Linked DNA regions of Mus musculus: all the other regions are linked to region 3. Evidence: chromatin contacts called from public Hi-C and HiChIP or PLAC-seq data. All regions are on one chromosome and are shown on one strand. The core of a region is the stretch at or near the end of the contact, and the rest is flanking DNA. Distances in the headings are between cores, read along the strand shown.

What was found. A called contact is a pair of places that touch in the nucleus more often than the background predicts. HiChIP or PLAC-seq counts read pairs in DNA pulled down with a chosen protein or histone mark.
Region 1: an H3K27ac HiChIP or PLAC-seq map of extraembryonic endoderm stem cells shows a contact between it and region 3, with 7 times the contacts expected there. The contact joins the enhancer-like site here to the promoter of H1f1 in region 3. A contact is called at or near these places in 3 of 39 promoter capture datasets (cranial neural crest, frontonasal cranial neural crest and second pharyngeal arch cranial neural crest), 5 of 115 datasets of contacts at active chromatin or transcription factors (embryonic basal ganglia, epiblast stem cells, extraembryonic endoderm stem cells and 2 more) and 1 of 9 other capture datasets (adipose tissue).
Region 2: a contact with region 3 is called in a Hi-C map of the G1E-ER4 cell line, with 4 times the contacts expected there. The contact joins the enhancer-like site here to the promoter of H1f1 in region 3. A contact is called at or near these places in 5 of 39 promoter capture datasets (cranial neural crest, erythroid cells, fetal liver and 2 more), 3 of 484 Hi-C or Micro-C datasets (all in the G1E-ER4 cell line), 2 of 115 datasets of contacts at active chromatin or transcription factors (embryonic midbrain and embryonic stem cells) and 1 of 9 other capture datasets (embryonic stem cells).

Annotation. Positions count from the first base shown.
Region 1 is chr13:24,246,292-24,249,907 of GRCm38.p6, reverse strand. All of the region lies in intron 2 of Carmil1 (capping protein regulator and myosin 1 linker 1), which reads left to right. Among named protein-coding and RNA genes, the nearest start is that of Carmil1, 33 kb to the left of the region's middle. Within about 2 kb of position 1,712, at least 33 of the 459 cell types and tissues checked have an H3K27ac peak or open chromatin away from gene starts, as enhancers often do. A contact at or near this core is called in extraembryonic endoderm stem cells, where this site is marked.
Region 2 is chr13:24,157,874-24,161,465 of GRCm38.p6, reverse strand. All of the region lies in intron 5 of Carmil1 (capping protein regulator and myosin 1 linker 1), which reads left to right. Among named protein-coding and RNA genes, the nearest start is that of Gm33573, 20 kb to the left of the region's middle. Within about 2 kb of position 1,620, at least 33 of the 459 cell types and tissues checked have an H3K27ac peak or open chromatin away from gene starts, as enhancers often do. A contact at or near this core is called in the G1E-ER4 cell line, erythroid cells and fetal liver, where this site is marked.
Region 3 is chr13:23,761,582-23,765,341 of GRCm38.p6, reverse strand. It overlaps H1f1 (H1.1 linker histone, cluster member), which reads right to left and starts at 1,674. Exons shown (of 1, transcript NM_030609.3): 1 at 930-1,674. The coding sequence starts at 1,625. The coding sequence ends at 984. It overlaps H3c1 (H3 clustered histone 1), which reads left to right and starts at 2,956. Exons shown (of 1, transcript NM_013550.5): 1 at 2,956-3,457. The coding sequence starts at 2,989. The coding sequence ends at 3,399.

The DNA.
Region 1 (3,616 bases), core at 463-2,962, 480 kb before region 3:
GTCTCAGCAAAGGCTGCCAATTCCTTAGAAACACAAAAGCCCAGGAGTAAAAGCTCCATGTGTTCCTAAGACCGTGTGATATGGAACAGAAAGACAGTTTTGATCGAAGGCCTGCAATAGCTTTCAGCCCCATCTCCACTTCCACCCTGAGAATAGGGCTTCCTTCCTATCTTCCAGAAAGTTCTATGGCTATATTGTGAAGCAGTAAACTACTAGCTACTGACTTTGCTCCCCAATCCTTCCGTACCCAAGGAATGAAGTATGCCCCACCAAAGATGGTTCAGTGATTCTAAGATACGTTAGGGAAGGATGAAGGGGCTTGTGATCTCAGAGGGCTGAGAGTTGTGTTGTGAAAAGCTGTCTGTCTCCAGAGCAGTGATCCTCATCCTTCCTAATTCTGTTATCCCCTTAATACAGTTCCTTATGTTGTAGTGGTCCCCAAGCATAAAATTATTTTAATTGTTACTTATTATGGTATTTTCTACTGTTATGAATCCTAATGAGAATATCTGATATTCAGGATGGTCTTAGGTGACCCCTGTGAAAATATCATTTTGACCCCCACCCCCCAAAGGGGTTGGTTGCAACCCACAGGTTGAGAACCAGTATTCTAGAAGATTGCAGAAGATACTACCCTCCACCCTCATCTTTGCATCCTGGTCTCTGATTCTGTCTTAGTAGGCCCTGACTAGGCAATAAAGTCACTGGAATTATTGGAGTCAGAGTCTATGGCCTGGCATCACTTACATACTAGGCTTAGCCTCAGTCCTCCCTCAATAGGCCAATTAAACAAAACAAGGAAAAGAGAGAGGAAGAATTGTAGGAAGAACAAAGTGGTCCAGTGACCCTTCCCAACCACCTTCATCTTCAGGGGCTTCTGATACATGGTTTATGTTTAAATAGAGAACAAGAGGTATGCATAGCGAGACGGTCAGGTCTCGGCCTGGCTGCTCCCATGACAGACCTGACATTGTTTTAGCTCTTCTGCATGGTGGTCTAACAAGTCCTCAGAACGCCATGAGATCTCTTCCTGGGAGACAAGCTTCTTTCGTGGCTGGCGTCAGGTGTCAGTCTTGTCCTACTCCCAGAATTCCTGGGGAAGTTCCAATTTCTGAGGTCCATTGTTTGATAGCCAACTGAGATAGCCCAAAGGGAGGAGCACTAGGGTCCTTTTGGAATGTCTTCACTCCTGCCAGGATCGTCCATCACACAAAGGAAAGAAAAAACAAAAACATTCAAATCAGATTTTTAGTTACTGAATACATTCTTCCTTTGTTTTGAGACAGAGTCTTGTTAAGTAGCTCAGGTTGGCTTCATATTTGTGGCAATCCTCCTGCCTCAGCCTCCTGAGTGCTTGGAATTATAGATGTATGCCACCAAATCTGGCTCAAATACTTTTAGAATAAGGTATTTTGTCACAGTGAGGGTCAAGTTTCTTCTTTGTTCTGTGCCATCTGCACCTCTGAGCTCTGTGGCCAGACCTCTGGGGCTTTCTGCAGTGTCCTTAGCAGAGAGTGGGCCCCCCTACTTGTAATGATCCTACTGAAATTCTGCTTAGTGTTAGTCCAAGATTGTGTGCCCCCCCCAAGACACAGCCCAGGAGTTGTTCGGAGGTCCAGATGCTGAGGGTGTTTGTGAGTGTTGGGCTGTCTTCCCTTCCCTCTTCTTCCCTTTTCTCCATTAGGAAAAGGGCCAGCATTGCAAACATAATCCATCCATTATGCAGGCAGGCTGAGTTCTGTAAATGTGAACGAGCAAGACTTCCTGAGGGCTCACACCCACCCACGATAAACCAGGAACTTGACTGTTCATTCCCAGTTTGGTTTGTTTTTATTCACATGTGTGGCAAGTCTCTAAAATCGAGAGCACTTGGTTGGAAAAATTCATATTATGGAAGGAAACTCTGTTTTTCTTTTTCTTTTTTAGGATAGGGTGCTTCACTCTGTAGTTCGGGATGGTTTGGGGCTCACATTTGCTATAATCCTCCTGCCTACGCTCCCCCAAATGGTTGAGATTATGTGCCACCCTACCTTTCTTTGGAGACCTAACAGGTTCTTTATTTGCAATTCTGTCACCCCGCCTAGGGGTGATCTTAGGATTGCCCATCCTGCCCCTTCAAGTGGCTTATTTCTTTTTTTTCACTGAGAAGGCATGTGGGCCACATTGCAAGGCCATAAGGTTTGCGTTGCTTGAGGAGACTGCTGGCCCGGCTCTGTAGTGTCCCACCTCTGCCCTGCCTCTGCTTGAAATTTCCTTTGCATGACTCAGTTAAAAAAAAAAAAAAAGAAAAGAAAAAAAAAGAAGACAGAAAAATCTAGGGATCAGAGAGAGCCAGTGAGTGGGAGGGAAGGCAATGTTTTCCCTTCTGAGCTGCAAGGGCCATTGTGTGGGTCTTTAGGGAACTGAGCCAGCTTCTCTAGCTGCTTGAGGCCTGGACCTTGTGAATCCTTCCTCCCTCTTCAGTTGGAGTCCTCCCTCTTCAGTTTGGAGTCCTCCCTCTCCAGTAGGGAGACACTCAGAAGCTCTAGGGTCTCCTGTAATTTTAGCTGGGAATATAAACCAAACAGAATGGAATTTCTTCCTGCTTCATGAGCAAGACTGTGTTCAGGAATGTGGGGACGGTTGAGAGAAACCCAACCAACAGCCATTGCATGAAGGCAGATGGCCACTTATACCCGTGTGTTGGCTAGTGTTATGTCAACTTGATCCAAGCTAGAGTCATCAGAGAGAAGGGAGTCTCAGTTGAGAAAATGTCTCCCTAAGATCAGGCTGCAGCCAAGCCTGTAAGCCATTTTCTTAATTAGCACCTGATGGGGTAGGGCCCAGGCCATTGTGTGTAGTGCCATCTTGGGCTGGTGGTCCTGGGTTCTATAGGAAAGCAGGCTGAGCAAGCATTGAGGAGCAAGCCAGTAAGCAGCACCCCTCCATGGCCTCTGCATCAGCTCCTGCCTCCAAGTTTTGAGTTTCTGTCCTGACTTTCTTCAGTGATTAACAGTGAAGCCAAATAAATATATCTCTTTCCAAGTTGCTTTTGGTCATAGAATTTTATCACAACAATATTAACACTAACTTAGACAACCCAGAAAGAGGAAAAGGCCTCTCTCTGGTCCTTTGGCCCTTCCCTTCTGTGCTCGCCCTGCCCAGGGTTATCTCCCTAGCAGGGTAAACAGGAATCCTGGCTCCTGTCCACAGGACAGGGTCCTCATCGTTTGTTTCCTGCTCAGGATGCTTCTCTTATTATTGCTTTAGCTTTTTGAGACTGAGTCTAAAGTAGCCCAGGTTGGCCTTGAACTCATTGTGGCAGGGCTGACTAGTATCCCATCCCCCATCTTTCCACATCCTGTACCTTCAGCTTCATAGACTCAAATGCCCACTGGCACAAAAAACAAAAAGGAAAACGAGCCCACTCTAGTGGCACACGCCTGTGATCACAGCACGTGGGAGGTGGAGGCAGAAAGATCAAAAGTTCAAGGTCACCCACATCTTGAAACCCTGCCTTAAAGAGCGAACCCAAACAAACCACTACTACTGCCCCTCCCAAGGCCTGGCTGCGGTTTCGGTTATACTCTGTAGATAAATGCCCCAGATCACTTATGAGTTTAGAATGCTTTGACAC
Region 2 (3,592 bases), core at 371-2,870, 400 kb before region 3:
TGTGTTTAATAAGGGCTTAGGATACCTGTTCTTCAGAGCAGGGTTGGAGTTTCTATGATTCTTTCCCTCCCTCCTTTCCTCCCTCCCTCTTTCCCTCCCCCTTCTCACCTTCTTCCTTTCCTTGCCTTTCCTCATCCCTCCACCCACTCCTAGCTCCGCCCCTCTTTTCTTCCTTCTGCCTCCCGCCCCTTTTCCTTTTTTGTCTCGCTATATAGTTGAGCTGGCATTGAACTTTGAAATCAACATTCTTCTGCCTTAGGCTCCCATGTGCTGCGTTGAGACCCTCCATTTTCTTCAGTACTTATTTATTTGTTTATTAAATTCCTAGGAGTTCAGGTGTAGGCTTATATTTTTCAAAACCATTTTAAATAAGTGTACTTAAATGCTTTAACTTCCCTTCTAGCCCACCACCCACCAGAGGTAGTGGAAAGGAAAGGTTAATAGGGCAAAGGAGGATGTGGACCTGTTTAGAAATAGTTCTTTGGGGTGAATCCAATCTACAAGAAGCTGCCAGAATACCACCAGAAGTTCTTTGGTGCATTTCTCTCTATGAAGTTATGAGAAATGATGACCAACAAAGAGTGCCAAGGTGAACCAATACCACACAGTGCTGTCCACTGTCTGTTGTGAAATATTTATACCCTTTCCAAACGTGTTCTCTCAAGTGCCTGCTCTAACAGAACATCAAGTGCCCTTTTTCCAGGCTGCTTCTAGAAAAACACCACTTAGCTCTTCTCAGCAAAACGTCCTTTCATAGGAGAGTTTACAGAAAAACATGACATGACACAATTGAGTCTTCAAAGAAACCAGAAATTTCCACCTCATTCAAGTGTGCGGATATTACCAATTTAATTTTGGATTTGGATGTATTTTGTTGTTGTTTTTGTTTGTTTTTAAAGATTTATATATTATTTGATGTGTAGTTGATGAGTATATTGTCTTTAGACACACCAGTAAGAGGGCATTGGATCCCATTACAAATGATTGTGAGCTACCATGTGGTTGCTGGAAATTGAACTGAGAACCTCAGGAAGAGCAGTCAGTGCTCTTAACTGCTGAGCCATCTCTCTAGCCCTATTTTTGTTTTCTGTTTTGTTTGTTTGTTTGTTTTGTTTGTTTGTTTGTTTTTCCTTCCTGAGAGCACTTAGTACAGAATAGTATTTTCAGTGTAACATCATGTAGCTGCCCATCTGTAGCTAGGCAGCTTTGGTATAGCATTGGCTACTTAGTCCCTGACATTTCCCTGCCTGTGACCTGCATTCTCCCCTTCAATGGCAGGCACACGTCTCCATAGGGGTGACCTCAAGCTACATACACTCAATCTATCCCCAAAGAACTGTTTATCTTACCCTTTAAAAAAGAAAACCCTGCCCTTATCACGCACAGATTGGCTTTGTTGTTCGTGATCTCATGAAAAGGGAGCCATGGGCTAGTTACCAGGCTCTTGGTGTCATCTAGGTGAGTCTTGGCTGGGCCCTTTGTCTTTCTTTTCGTTTCCCTTGCCTAAATTCAGACCGTGTAGCTTTCTCCTCTGAGGCATCTCTGTAACTGGTCTTATGACCTTGCTTTTCTGTGCAAGCAGCACTCCATACTGATAGCAGTTATCTTTGTATGACTCAAGTGCTATCTGTGTCTTGCAGAACTGTCTGACGGCTCGATTCCTGATAAAGCTGAAACTGTATAGCCCGGCCCAGAAGACTGTTACTTTCCTACATGTTCAGCCTATTTCAGAATAGGACAGAGGCTTGCACTTCCAATCCTTTCCATGAAGGCTTCCTTCCTGACTAGCTCTATTATGCCTGATTATGAAACTCCCTCCGTAGGCTCACATGGACTGTCCAGATTGCTCAGGAGTGAGAGAGTGGATATGTTCTCAGGGAAGTGTTACTTTGAAGAACTGCTGAATAGGAAGTAGCTTGAGGGCCCTGAGGGATTTTAGGGAATGTTTGTCAGTGTTGAAAATGGGTGATATTAAAGCCCATGGCTTGAGCGAGTTCTAGAGAAAAACAGAGCGGGTGACTGAGCAGGGTGTGATCAAGCATACTCTTTAGTGCAGAGAGCTGAATTAAATGTGTGTGTCATGAGAAGGTAAGAGGAGTAGGCTACAGGCCATGCCTGCTCGTGCTGTCTCCTTTACCCTTAAGCTCTTTGGTTGTCACCAGGTTTGTTCCTCAGTCCCTAGTACCTAATATATAGGAGGCACTCTTCCTGACACCCCCAAAACACTGTAGCTCAGACTGGCCACAAGCTTGTGGCAGTCACAGTATTCTGCAGATGGAGGTAGGTGTTTCAAGTTCAAGGCCAGCCTGATACAACAGCAAGACCTGTCTCAACAACAAACAAAAGAACAGCCCGCCAATATATCTGTTTGAAACAAATGAAACTTTAATTTTCAAATCTGAATTTTTGGCTTTACCTAAATATAATATTTTTCTTCATTTTAAAAAATGTTTATTTTCTATATTGACAAGCAAAGTCAGAGCAGCGCAGTGGCTATGTGATATGGTTTTGGCATGCTTCATGATCTTTTCATGAGTGTGATACTTTTAAGGACTGGCTGTTAAGTTTGGTATATTACAGCAGTACTCTTTACTACTAAACAAAATGATTCTGTGAATTTCTCTATGAAGACAAACATTGATAAATCTGGTGAGAAAATGCAGTTACTTTAAAGAAAACAGCTCTAAGAGGAATTTATATGGAAAAGAAAGTATTTTACTTCAGGGTGGTGGTGGCATAGGCTTTTAATCCCAGCCCTTGGGAAGCAGAGGTAGCTGGATCTCTGAGTTGGAGGCCAGCCTGGTCTACAGAGCAAGTTCCAGGACAGCCAGAGCTGCATAGAAGAAACCCTTTCTCAAAAAACAAAAAAACCAAACCCAAAATAACCCTATTCCCCGAAAAAGAATGTGTTTTACCAGTCTGACATTCCCCTCACTTTCCAAAGTAGCAGCAGACAGCATGAGCTTGCTCTGGATGACATCATGAAAACATGGACTGGGCTTGATGAGAGGGCTCAGCAGGTAAAAACACTTGCTGCCAAGCCTGTTGATGTGAGTTCGATCCTGGTTCCATGGTGAAAGGATGAACTAACTGGCTCACATAAATTGTCCCCTAACCCTCTATATCTCATGTGGTACCTACACACAAACACACACATACACACATACCACACACACACACACACACACACACACCTTTCATGCCAAATAAATGTTATAAAAGATGCTTAAATGGTTATTGTTGAAGTCAGTTACTTTTTGGATTCACAGTGGGTTAGAGTTTTAACTCAGTTATTAAAATAATTCAGATATTTCCATGCCAGCAGCTTACCGTGAAACACTCGTGAAGAACTGATATGCTCCCTGGAGTGTTTTGATTTTTGTTTTTGTTTTGCCACACACACAGCAACTTTTGAGTCTCCTGTAAATTAAGTGTGTCCCACCCACCATTGGTTCATTACTCGAGCCAACGAGGAGTCTAGGATGGGAGCGAGGCGCTCAGGAAGGACACCTGCTCTCTCTCGTAGCAAATGCTGTGTCTGGCTTATACTTCTGTTTGTGTGTTTGTGAGCTGGGATGCACATGGCTGCTCT
Region 3 (3,760 bases), core at 425-2,924:
TTTTTGTTGAAAGAGGACAACAAAGTTAAATTCAGGGCCAGAAGACACTCAGAGTAAGAGGAACTTGCCGCCAAGCCTGATGACTTTAACTAGTCTCCTGGACTCAAGTAGTGGAAGAGAACCAATTTCAAGTTGCCCCTCAACTTCCAGACAATCCCCCCACCCCCAATAATTTAAAAACTGAGCTCAGAATAAGGGAGCCCAGCAAATCACGGTGTGGGGCGTTAACTCTAGCTCTTTGGAGGAAGGAGGATCAATGCAGGGACAAAAGTGGCTACTTAGCAAAAATCAATAAAGGCTTCAAGAGCTGCCTGTGAACATTGCAGTACATGGGAGATAACCACTTCCTCACAAAACCAAGCCTCCAAGCACCTAGCATTCCTGTAAGGAACAGTCTTGGTGGGCTTGAATTAAAAAAACTCTATTGCAGCCGGGCGTGGTGGCGTTCGCCTTTAATTCCAGCACTGCAGAGGCAGGCGGATTTCTTAGTTCAAGGCCAGCCTGGTCTAGAGTGAGTTCAAGGACAGTCAGGGCTACACTGAGAAACCGGTCTCGGGCCCCCCCCCCCCCCCTAAAAAAACAAAACAAAAAAAACTCTATTGCATGTGAACCCTTGCTGCAGCCCACTCTTACTGATCAAGCACCTGAGTTCTCATCCTCATTGGCAAAATAGGACCTTATCTGGTTGAGGCACCCAGGCCATTGCACTACCATACCATAGAGAGCTTATCCACCACACCTGGAGAGGGTAGCGCCTCCCAGGGCTAACAAGGCTGTTTTCCCAGAATCTCAGGGAAATAAAACTAGAAACTAGACTGACCCAAATTGTCAGTTTACTGGGGGAAATTAATAATGCCTAAATCCCACCAGGCTTGTACCCAAATGCAGTTGTTATAGTGTGAAACAAGTGTCAGGCTCTTTGAGTTATGTTGGTGGCTCTGAAAAGAGCCGTTGGGTTATTTATAGAAGAAGCCTCCAACTGTTCACTTTTTCTTGGGCGCTGCCTTCTTGGGCTTAGCTGGGGTCTTTGGCTTTGTCACTTTCGCCTTGGAAGCCTTAGGCTTCACTGCCTTCGCCTTGGCAGGGCTTTTGGCTACCTTCTTGGCCTTCACCACCTTCGGCTTCTTGGGGCTCTTGGAAGTCTTCTTGGAAACTGCAGGCTTCTTGGGCTTCTTCGGAGTCTTGACAGTCTTCTTAGCTGCAGCCCCAGCAGTCTTCTTAGGTTTCTTAGCAGCCCCGGATGCTTTCGCCTTCACTGACACCTTGGTGGTGATGGCCTTGGACTCAGCCTTCTTGTTCAGCTTAAAAGAGCCAGCAGCGCCGGTGCCCTTGGTCTGCACCAGTGTGCCTTTATTCACCAGGCTTTTCAGCCCCAGTTTGATGCGGCTGTTGTTCTTCTCCACATCGTATCCCGCCGCAGCCAGCGACTTCTTGAGCGCGGCCAAGGACACGCCACTGCGCTCTTTGGAAGAAGAAACTGCCTGCACGATGAGCTCCGACACCGAAGGTCCCGCGGGCTTCTTCCGAGGAGCGGCAGCTTTTGCCGGCTTCTTGGTCTTCTTTGCAGCAGCAGGTTTCTCCGTGGCAGTAGAAGCAGCCTGAGCGACTGGCGCCGTCTCCGACATGGTTGCTGATGAATAAACAACAGCTATACCCAAGACGAAGAAAAGAAGTAGAAAGACAAGGCCCCTGCACGGAGTATTTATAGAGCAGTGCTGTGCTGTGATTGGTGAATGCTAACGCCCGCCCCCTGGACCCTAAGGCCCCGCCTCCCGTGCGCCTGTCTGCCTGCAAGATTTCAGAAACTAACTCCTTTGCGATTCCACCGACCTAGCTTCGTGTTTTTGCAGGTAGAGGAGGCGGCCTCAAAACTTCTCCGGCTGGCTGCTTGAGGTGGAATTTCAACCACAGCAGATTCTCCTTGTACTCTCCTGTTTTATCATCAGAAAGTGGTAGATGCCTATCAAAAAGGAGCTCAACTAGTGAAAGGTGGCTGTAAATTAGTCAATTAAAACCCAGAAAGCCAGCTTGTGGGCCTTCTCTGCGGGTTTCAGTATTGATTCTTGGCAGTAATGGGAGCAATGTATCGTTACTTTATATTTTAGTTATGCAAGAGGCTTAGTGTTCTTTTAAGGAGTGTCAGCTTGCGACAGTGATTTCATATTGTGAGCCAGTAGTGGCTCAAATAAAAAGAGAAAAGGCAGGACACGACTTTTCCCAGGATATGCAAGTACACAATAGCTCTGGGAAAGTCTTGCCCATTTTTTTTTTTAAAGAATTTAAAAGTGCAATCCTAACATGGTATGACGATTTCTATAGTTTATAGTTAAAAAATTGTTTTCGAACGTATCAGTGATATCTGGCCAAAAATGCGTGAAAGTATTTTGAAAATTCAAGCTCCAAATGCAAGAACTCAAAGCATCCATACAAGTACAGCCATTTAATGAAGAAATGCTCAGAATAACCCGAGTCAGACGTCTGTACTTTTACTCCCATGTTTCTCTCCATTTCTTTACAGTGTGGGTTGCAACAAAATGGAGACTTTCCACGCAAATGAAGAGTTCTAAATCTGCTGTTTTAGTGGCTATTTACGAAAGGCAGTAAACCAATCAAAAGGTAGAATCTGGCCTACTCTCCTTCAATGTAGAAGTCACATTGTTACATTTCAATAATGAAGATAACAAGATTGTTCTCTATTCTTCAATGCCACTAAGTCCAAGCTGCAATGTGTTTGGAAGCAGATGTGCTGTAGAAGATAACAGTCACTGGAATTTTATTCCATTTACTTTAAAACACACACATACAAAAATAAGTACCGCGGCAGACTACCTTAGCCTCAACTGCAGTTCTTAAACATAAACCAATCAGAGTCTTAAACGTCACAGATAACCAGTATTTTCATCCAATCACTATCCTTTGCATACTATAAATAGTAGTTCTGAACTCACCATCTCCAAGTGCTCACCAGCTTGCTTTCTAGTTTTTGCTATGGCTCGTACTAAGCAGACCGCTCGCAAGTCCACCGGCGGCAAGGCCCCGCGCAAGCAGCTAGCCACCAAAGCCGCCCGCAAGAGCGCCCCGGCCACCGGCGGCGTGAAGAAGCCTCACCGCTACCGTCCCGGCACCGTGGCGCTGCGCGAGATCCGGCGCTACCAGAAGTCGACCGAGCTGCTGATCCGCAAGCTGCCGTTCCAGCGCCTGGTGCGCGAGATCGCGCAGGACTTCAAGACCGACCTGCGCTTCCAGAGCTCGGCCGTCATGGCTCTGCAGGAGGCCTGTGAGGCCTACCTTGTGGGTCTGTTTGAGGACACCAACCTGTGCGCCATCCACGCCAAGCGTGTCACCATCATGCCCAAGGACATCCAACTGGCCCGCCGCATCCGCGGGGAGAGGGCGTAATTGTACAGTTCCGTACAGTTCTACGGAATTAACCAAAGGCTCTTTTCAGAGCCACACACGATTTCAAGTAAAATGGCTGTAATTTACTCCATCCTTAAACGAACCTATATATTCCCTAGTGTCTATAACGGTGGATATTCCCCAAAACTTGAGTTTATAACAGCCCAAAGTTGATATCAAGTACAAAATAGGTCAACTGATTGTCTGGTTTTACCCGTGGAATATGCGTAAAGTGTACAGGTCGGATCTCTGACGTGACCTACTCGCAGGCTTTCGGTCCTTATAGGGCTCCGATCCAGAGAGGGGTCTGTGATGTCACTTTTCCCGCCGTCCGGCTTTCGGGGCGGGGCTGATGGGCGAG